2 separate regions of the Mus musculus genome follow, and region 2 is linked to region 1. A link is a contact called in public promoter capture Hi-C data. All regions are on one chromosome and are shown on one strand. Each heading gives the region's core, a stretch centred on a gene start, on an enhancer-like site or on the middle of the called end of the contact. The rest is flanking DNA. Distances are from core to core; before and after follow the strand shown.

Region 1 (4,586 bases), core at 1,068-3,567:
TATGAATTTAGGAAAATAGTATTTAAACAGCAGAATAATTTTTTAAGACATTTTATGAAGCATTATAGTGGAAAAAATCTCTTTTCCAACTTTTTACTTTAGCCAGTACTTTGGCCAGTAAGTTTATAGTGGAGTGGACAAGAATTAAGGTCAGTAAAAGAATGCACAAACAGAATGAGCAATATGTCAGAAATGAAGAGATCATCAAGTAATGTAAAAACAGCTATGAAAGAAGCCAAGCACTGAGTCAGAACCCAGAGTCACTTCTTTATAGAATTGCTTGCTAGTTGTCCACAGCAGTTGTAACCTGCCCAGGAGGCTGACAATTTACAAAGAGCCCTTCTAGTCTTGAATATTTTCTCCTATTTTCCTCCACATGTCTACAGAAAGAAAAGGGAAAGGAGGTGGCTGTAGTTAACTTCTGTTTCCTGTCAGTGCACACCTCTCTTGCTCCTTTTTGGGGAATTCATATGAAAATCCCTGTCCTCTTTTCAAAAATGATACCTACAGCAAAACATCTACATTATTATACCAGAGAGAGACAAACATAGAGATATACACATGTGGGCATGCTTGTGCTCTTGTATGCGAGTATGAGTGCACACACACACACACACACACAGACACAGAAAGGCCCATACACACATAGAGAGAGATAGACACATTCACACAAGAGACAGACAGAAAGATACATGCACAGAGACAGAAAGACACACAGAGACAGACACAAGACACCCAGAGACAGTCAGACACACACACAGACACACACACACACACACACACACACACACACACACATACACAGAGTGGGGCATCCATACAAAGAATAGGTGATAACTGTAGTTAGTGCAGACTGCAAAGGGCAATGACGATTCCTCACAGTGCCTATGAAGTTCATCTGGGTAACCTTTTGCCATTCTTGCTGATGGTGCACAGTGTTCTGTCTGTCCTTGGCCTGAAAGTACTCAGATAGTCATGCTGTCAGCAAAGCATTAGAGCATATTTGGTTTCATAGATCCACTGAAGATATGGGCAGAATTTTGTTTTCTTAAAAAAAAAAAAAAAGGCATTCTTCTTTGCCCTTTTATGTTCTAGGCCTGGTTTTCAGGATTTGACTATGCCAAAAAGTCAAAATCATTTATATTTGGATAGCAATTGTATTTCAAAGATTTCTTTGTGTTTATGTCTATGCATGTGTGCCTCTCTGTGTGTGTTTGCCAAATGCTATCAGGGCATCCTTTAATGCTGTGACAAGGTGTCTGATACACCGAAGGTATGATTACATGTGGTTGTGAGCTGTTGAACTTGGATACTGGGAAACAAAACCTTTGACCTCTGGAAGGCCAGAAAGCACTCAATTAATGTGACATCTCTCCAGCTTTTGTTTATGTTTGTCCTTGAGATAGAATCCCTTTTAGCTCAGTCTGGCCTGGAACTCCTTGTGACCTTGAACATGATCTTGGCTCATTTCTTAATTCTAGGATTATAGGGGTATATTAGTTCATGTGGTGGTGGTGATGCAACACAGGGCCGTGTGAATGCTGGGCTTGCATACTATTAACTAAGCTATATCCCCAAGCTATGGATAATAAATATTATTTAGAACATAAAGTGTTAGTATTCAGAATTGGATATAATTACAATACATTAGGCAAATTCCATTGTTAGGGAGAGTGTATCCCTAAAATCTGAGATTTTGTTATTTGGAAACCATCCTAAGAATTGGAGTTCAGTGTGGAAGTGGGTAGAAACTGCAAGATTCCCCTTTAAAATAATCTTTTTTAAGTTTTGCTGCTGGGCACTCTTTATAACAAACATAGTGATAGTGTTTCATCAATATCTAATGATAATGGTCCCCTTTCTATAAAGCTCAGTTATATATATAGGGTATAGCTTGACTCCCTGCTTATTTTGCTATTCCTGTGCACATTCTAATTTAGTCCACATTACCTGTTTTGGGAACGAGGAAACTATTCTCGAGGGGTAATTACCAGTATAATCGCAGCACCATCTGCTTGCCTTATGTTCTGTAGATGGCTCAACGGATGTAGTTTCAGGAGAGACCTGGGGAAGGAACCCTTCAGGACAGAAGAAATGAAGATAACCAAAATGAAAGTAATAATTAGAGGAGTTTAAAGAGGAAAAGCATATGGTATAGAACATATAGCTTAGAAAGGATCATCTTAGACTCCTGACCCACTTGAGGTTTCCCTGGAAGTAAGAACAGAGGGAAATCCTAGGCCAGCACAGAGAATGGCCAATTAACCTAGGGGGAATCCCCAGAGGGACATAGCAGAGAGGAATAGCAGATGGTATTCATTTGTGATTTAGTGGGAAGAAGTAGCCGCAGGCTAGATGGAGCCAGCAGAACCTGGATTTTCATGCACTAAGGCAAAGCTTTAAAAGGGAAGCCTGAGCCTGGAAGGATTTTCATGCAGTCATCATTCATTTAAAAGATGTACTTAGCACTAGCTAGGAAGGATGTACTTCACTGGCCTATTGGAGTTGATACAGTGATGTTCAAAGTCACAGTTCCTAACCTTGGAGACTATATAATGCATAAGAAAACAGGGGAAATTAAATGTGTGCATGTGTAGGTACGCAACATGCCTGGCATACAAGTATTGTGTGAAGAAGATGATATGCTAGGATGTTTCCCAGAGGCAAGAGATAATTCATGCCAGGACATTGTGGGAATGATTGGGGAATTTAAACAGAAACCTAAATAAATAGAGAGGACTTTTCGAGGCATTGAGACATTGCCTAATATGGAGGTGAGAATCAACACCAGGACTCAGGGGCCATTAATAGAATGGTTCAGAGTTTTAATATTTCTCAGATGACACAATAATCACATAAATATTTCTTAAGCTTTAAAAGCTTCTGAAATTTGACTCTGCTTTCTTAGGCAATGAAGCTGTAGTTAAAGAGATGTTGTTCTTGATGTAGCATATGTTAATCAATTCCTGCAGCTGTCACCCCCAAAATAGCATTTTAGCAAGAATCTTTTTTTTTTTTTCTGAAAAAAATTCTTTTTCTTAAACTATAGAAAACAAAAGGGGAATGGCTTGACCTGTAAAAGCAATTGATGATGTCAGCACCTCTTCCAGTTAAAGGCAGATGAGATCTGGGTCAAAGCAAGTGGAGTTTCTGTTATTCTACGTACATGCCTTATTCTATTAGTGGTATTGTTTAAGTCTTTTTAAGACATCTATATTCACCTCTTTAATGTCACAATATAAATCATAACTTGTTATAATTAAAACTAGCAAAAAAAAAAAAAAAAACCATGATATTACAATGCAAGCTAACTTTCTTTCCACAAATCCAGGGCATCTATGATTTTTTTTTAAAGGTGAAAGAAACATTGCAATTGCTAGCTTTAGTTCTGTATTAACTGAATGACCGTTTACCTTTTGTGTTTTCCCTCTCCTCTTAATTTTTAAAGCACACAAAAGTGAGCGGCCTTCTCCTCTTGTCACAAGCACATGCAGGCCCTCTTTCTGTATAATTGCCCCCTTGACATTCCTCAAGTCTGTTAGCAATAGGAGCTGATAGAATCAATTGAGGTGTGAATTATGTTTAATTAAAACCCATCACTTTAAATTGAGTGAAGGAGCATTTTCTGTTCATTTCACCTCAGCTATTCCAAGCATCTCAGGATTATATGACAGGGGACAGGTTGTATCCTGGGGCATGGGTGGATCAACACAGCTGTCTGTTGCTTGAGACAAGAAATGCTCACCAGTGCTCACTCCTCCTTAGCACTATGGTTGGTACACACCAGGGTCAGTATCATAGAACATCCTGAACTCTTATTCATAGTGCTAATGTCCCATGGGACTTTGAAACATCCCATGATTGCTCATTCATAGCTTACTCTTCTCTAGGGCTCCTTTCTCTCTAAACAATCAGCTTTCCCACAAAAGTGAAACTAAAGTTGTCACCCTCAACACACTGGCAAACAGGAAAATTTTTAATGAACTCTGCCAATTGTCTTTTTCAATTTTAACTTCCACCTTGAAATTTTCAACAAACTGTGGTCCTCTTAATTTATACATCCCTGTGACATTTCAAATTGCATCTGCAATTTTGTTGAAGAATAAGGCATGAGTTCCATGTGGAGAGGGGCTAACTGATGATTTGTTTTTTCTCAGAAGAAGATGGTGAGAGGCTGGTGAAGATGTGAATAGAGGAAATCTACCAACCAAGAGTTTCTGAAATCAATGCAAGGCAGTTAAGAAGGGCATGGACCATATATAAAACAGGAATCATGATCTGTAAAGATAAGCTGTTGAGAAGTAGCTAAGAAAAGGAAATAATTTAAAAAATGATTAGGGAAAGATCATGTTAATGTATTGATAAAACAATGTCTGAGCCATAATGAATCTCAGCCATTCTTAAAGGTTGGTGTACTTTGGTGGATTTGAGTTGCACTGATACTTTTCATAACTGATAGAGAAATTTGTGGTTTTGATAATGAATTATTCTGCTTTGTTCTATTAAAATGTTATCATGATTCTCAGTTAATCAAATATCCTCCAGTCCCTCTTCCTTTGCGGTTCCTGTGCATTAATTGACTACAT
Region 2 (4,586 bases), core at 1,396-3,895, 3.4 Mb after region 1:
TATACATCTGTGGCCACAGCTCGGAAAACTATCCTGTTGAAGATCAAATCCCTCCCTAACATAACAGGTTTCAAATCAAAGACATGATTCTCCAAGTGCTACGTGCACTTGGTGGCAGTGCTGTTTAAACAAATCAGTATTTCTAATCCTTCCGTCTGCACACCCAAGTATAGTGGTCACTATGAACAGAAAAGATGGTTATGTTACTCAGAAGGGGTTTAATGGGAATTTCTTTAAATTAGACTTAAATATAAATATTAAATCTAGGCAGTGGGGGGGGGGGGGGAGACTCGGCCTCCCCAAAAGAGGCTGTGAGTGAAAGTGCAAAGTGGAGAGAGGGAGGCAGCCCAGGGAAGGGATGGGGGGATGGGCGCGCTCATAGCTAGCATTCGGCAGGGAAGGGTGACCTCTGTAGGCACCGCGAGCGTCAGCAGCAGCTACCACCAGGGCCCCAGTCCGAATGGCAAAGGCTGCAGCGCTCAGATCCCAGCCAGGCGCCTTCGGGCACCACCAGGTGCCTGTAGATCCCGTGTGGATGCAAAGATACCACGCCAGGAGAGCAAATGCAACACCTTGCTTTAAAAAACAAAACAAAACGAAAAAATTCTTTAACAGATCAAGACTACGTTAGAGGGGGGCCGCAGTAAGTTTAAAACAAGGGCCTCCTGGCAGCAGGCAAAAAAAAAAAAAATGTTTTGAGTCATTTACAACTATAGATTTTTTTGCCCTTTCGAAGGGAAACGTGTTTGGTCAATTATGTTGCTGAATTTGAAATTTACCACTTTCAAGAGAGTAGGTACAATTCTTTGCTTATGTGGTAATTTCAAAAACAATTCGTTCACCTCTACTCTGAAGCCGTGCACCGCACGCTCAACTCCAATTAGGCCATTGATTTTGCTTCTAATCTGAAAGGTCTGACTCCAACCAGGAGCCAGCCGCGTCTCCACGCTCTCCTAGGGCTGAGTCCAGAATTCCGCACAGCACTTTCTGGCGGTGGTTGGGAAATGAGGTAAGAAGCAGCACCCAGGCACGGTTACTGGGGCCATGGCTGCGTATTCCAAGGGATGGCTAGCATTTTCGAAACAAGGAGCGCACTCAGGGAGACCAGACCTGAAAGTTAGTCTCAGGCCTGGTTTTCTCCCGACTGTGCGCTTTGCTAAAAGCAAGTCTGACTCCCGATTCCCCAAGTGCAAAGGCTGCAGCGTTGACTGGGTAGGGCCCTGAAGGCGTCGTTAAAATTAAGCCACCTAAGTGGACCGCGCCGCACTGGACCTAGACCACCAGTTCCGACGCGAAGGGAGAGGCCGACATGCAGAGAGCTCGCCGCCTGAGCTCTCTGGCTGAGCCATCGAGCTCCCCGCGCACATTCGGGCTAGCAAGAAGGCGCCGAGGTATCCCGGCTCAGGGACGCCCCGGGCCCAGCTCCCTTCCTCTAAGGGACGCTCCACCACCCCAGACTCTCAGTTCTTGTCGCCTTCTCGCTGGGCCCCGGCCCGTGGCTCCCGCGCTCCTCGCAAGCGCAGCATCTCTCGGAGCCCGCCAATGTGTGTCTGTAGCCCCGTTAGTGGCAACGTCCTCCGTCCTCGAAAAAGAAAGGAGGCCGGGTAGCGCCATCAGACACCTTACCGGGCATGCCACCAAGTCGCCAGGGCTTTGGGACTCCTAGAGCACTTGAGGTTGGAGCCTAATTAGAGTACCCTTGGAACCCGCGCTCTCAAGATCAACCGGTCCCCACCTAGAGAAATGTGGAAGGGTGGGGGATAGGGGACAGGAGCCCCAGGTTCTAGAAACAGGGTCCAAGGCCTCCTCCCGCCCGGACCATACAGCGTACCCCGGGCGCCGGCCGAGGGCACCGCGGAAGAGAGAAGGCTCGTGGACACCACTTACTTGGAGTTCGAGGAATTCCAGTAGATAGGCTCTAAAACTATCGATCTGGAGATCGCAGTTCTGCACAAAACCATCAAAAGTCCCCAACAGTACTTCCACACAGAGTCCCTCCTGGACCGGGCCATGGCCATGCCCAAGCCGCTCCCAGTTCTGCGCACTCCGGGACGCGTTGGGACCGGCCGCGGGCAGCGACCCCCAATCCTCCGGGGCGGACACGCCGCGCCGCTCCCGCGGTCGCCGAGGCCAGGTGCGCTCACCCTGCGCGTCCCTCAGCGCGCGGGGTGGGGTCGAACGCGCGGGGCGCGGCGGCTCGGCGGACTCGGGGCTCCGGGGCGCTGCGCCGGACGCAGCTGGGACAGTCGGCTCCCGTGCGGCTCCAGGGTGCCGGGCCAGCCGCGGAGGGCGGGCGCGGCGAGGGCACTGGGCCGGGACAAAGGCCCGCAGCGGAGAGACGAGTCGGTGTGAGGCGGCGGGTGCTGCTCCCCGAGAGGGGCCGCCTGACTATAGATCCAGGACAGCGGGCAGTGGCCCGGGCAAGCGAGCGCCGCGTCGGCGCGGTTCCATGTCCTGGAGCGCAGAGATAAAGGGCGCCTCCTGAATCCTCGCAACTCGCGGCCACTAAGCAGTCAGGAGAGCACTGGAACCCCCGCAGGCGTCTGACGCGCGCGGGCCTTTGTGTGCGGGGAGGGCGCCAGGACCCGCTCTGCGCGCAGCTCCGCGATCCGACCGGTGCCTCTGTCCCCGCCGCGGAGAGTCAGCGCGCCGGGCGCGCTGTCAGAGCACTATAAACGCGGGGCCCCGCCCAGTCAAACGCAGCCCATTGGCTCGCCGCGCCGCGAGCGCGCGCTGATTGGGCAGCATTCCCGTCAGTCTGCCGCCCCCTACCCGACACTGGGCACCCAGAGGTAGGGCGCCCCTGACAGGTGAGCCCCGCCCCCAGGACGAGCCCCGCTGGGCGCCGGGCACAGGGTTGGTCGCCTCTTAGCCACTCGCACCAGCAGGGTCACCTCGCCCGGCAAGTGCCTGTGCTGGCGAGTGCCCTCGCTAGGATAGGGCGAGACGTGGTGGACGCAGCGTTCCGCCTTGTGGCGCTCGCTCCCTGCCGCCCCTCGCGCGTATGGCGCCCTGGTACTTGGCGGATCCCTCTGAGCCATTAACTGAGGGCCTTCTAACTTGATTCTGGCACCAAGTGTTCCGGCCCGGTCCGACGCAACTCAAATCAGACTCTCACGAGGCTGAGAGCCTTAGCAGCCCACCGGCAGTGCGAGCCAGTCTGCCGCCCTTCCCGACCCCGAGACCCAACTCCGTGCGCCCGCTCCCTTTCCGGTCCTCTCCCCGCAAGAACAGCGCCTCCAAAGCTCCACTACCAACGTCTGGGAGGACTTTTCTTCACTAGCTCCCGGGACACCCCGCGACCCCACAGTGGCCAGGAAGTTAGGTGTGACCCGGACAACTATCAGTCAGAGAAGTGGCAGTTGTGATACTCGGTTGCTTGCCCAAGACCGATTTTGAAAAACTGAACCACGGCTGTGACTTCTACGGATCCACAGCGCCCACTAGCGCCCACTTTTGCCTCTCCGTACTTCAGAACAAGCCTACCGGTTACAGGATCAAATCTTAAGGATCCAGATATTCCCAAGTCGAAAACCACTTGCTTAAGATGCCCGTTATCAGAGAGAACAAAGTAGGTGGAAGGCACAGTCCCATGTACAGCCCATGGCCCAGCAAAAATTAACCACGTCTCTTCTTACAATGCTGTCCATCAATACCAGAACTTCTTCAAATGGAACTAAGCAGTTTCCACACCGATATCTTTAAAAACAAGCCCCATGATTTAGTTACTAACTACTCCCAACACCCCCCCCGCCCCCTTCATCCTTCTTTAAAACAAATTTCGAGCTTTAAAAAGTGTTGACTTTCAAAAACCTTAATGTAAGTTAGTGTATACTGCAACTACGAATTGGTTTGGAAAAACTCGTTTAAGACCAAAACACAATGTATTGAACACACCAAAATACAGCTTTAAGAAACCCTTTTCTGTAATTACTATTTTTAACTATGCCTGCAATATGATTGTGGGTGGGGAGATGGGATTCACGCTAGGTTAAACAAGGGTTACACACACACACACACACACACACACACACACACACACACACACACACACACACACAGAGTAATGTTTAACTTCCTGACTGAAAAAACTGACAGGAGCTGCTATTTGACCTTTACTGGAGAAGAGGAAAAAAGGGCACTTGTTTTAACCCAGCTTCTAAAAATACCATTTTCAGTAAGCCAGATACCCTAACACTCAAGGCATTTTACTTTGGGGACAACGTAAATATACTTTAAAAAAAATCAAAAATAATCCTGTGTGACTTCTAAAGGGGACATGGAGTCAGTAACTGCACACATATCATTTTGGTCCTCAACTGTTTATCCAGTCATTTAGGAAATTAAAACATAACCTCAAGCCATTTATATTTAACATTACATTTGTCATTATCCCAGGCAAATACAAAAGAGAACCATAGAAGAAATCCTAAAGCACGGCCACAGCAAGCATGCTGCAGTGTCTCTGAGAAGAGCTTCGTTTCACAACTAAATCCTTGGATGCTTTGAAAACAGGACACAACTCTATGCCAAATGACAACAAAATCTGAGGAAGTCGCTGGTTCCTAAAGCTAAGGATGCTTCTC

Evidence for each region. Promoter capture Hi-C pulls out the DNA fragments that hold promoters and counts their contacts.
Region 2: a promoter capture Hi-C map of second pharyngeal arch cranial neural crest shows a contact between it and region 1. The contact joins the promoter of Efnb2 here to the enhancer-like site in region 1. A contact is called at or near these places in 5 of 39 promoter capture datasets (cranial neural crest, frontonasal cranial neural crest, hippocampal neurons and 2 more), 10 of 484 Hi-C or Micro-C datasets (cerebellum, cerebral cortex, cortical neurons and 5 more) and 5 of 115 datasets of contacts at active chromatin or transcription factors (embryonic basal ganglia, embryonic forebrain, embryonic hindbrain and 2 more).

Annotation. Positions count from the first base shown.
Region 1 is chr8:5,283,769-5,288,354 of GRCm38.p6, forward strand. No RefSeq gene overlaps it. Among named protein-coding and RNA genes, the nearest start is that of Slc10a2, 180 kb to the left of the region's middle. Within about 2 kb of position 2,318, at least 18 of the 459 cell types and tissues checked have an H3K27ac peak or open chromatin away from gene starts, as enhancers often do. A contact at or near this core is called in cerebellum, embryonic limb bud and second pharyngeal arch cranial neural crest, where this site is marked.
Region 2 is chr8:8,658,597-8,663,182 of GRCm38.p6, forward strand. Efnb2 (ephrin B2) reads right to left here and starts at 2,646. Exons shown (of 5, transcript NM_010111.6): 1 at 1,888-2,646. The coding sequence starts at 2,018.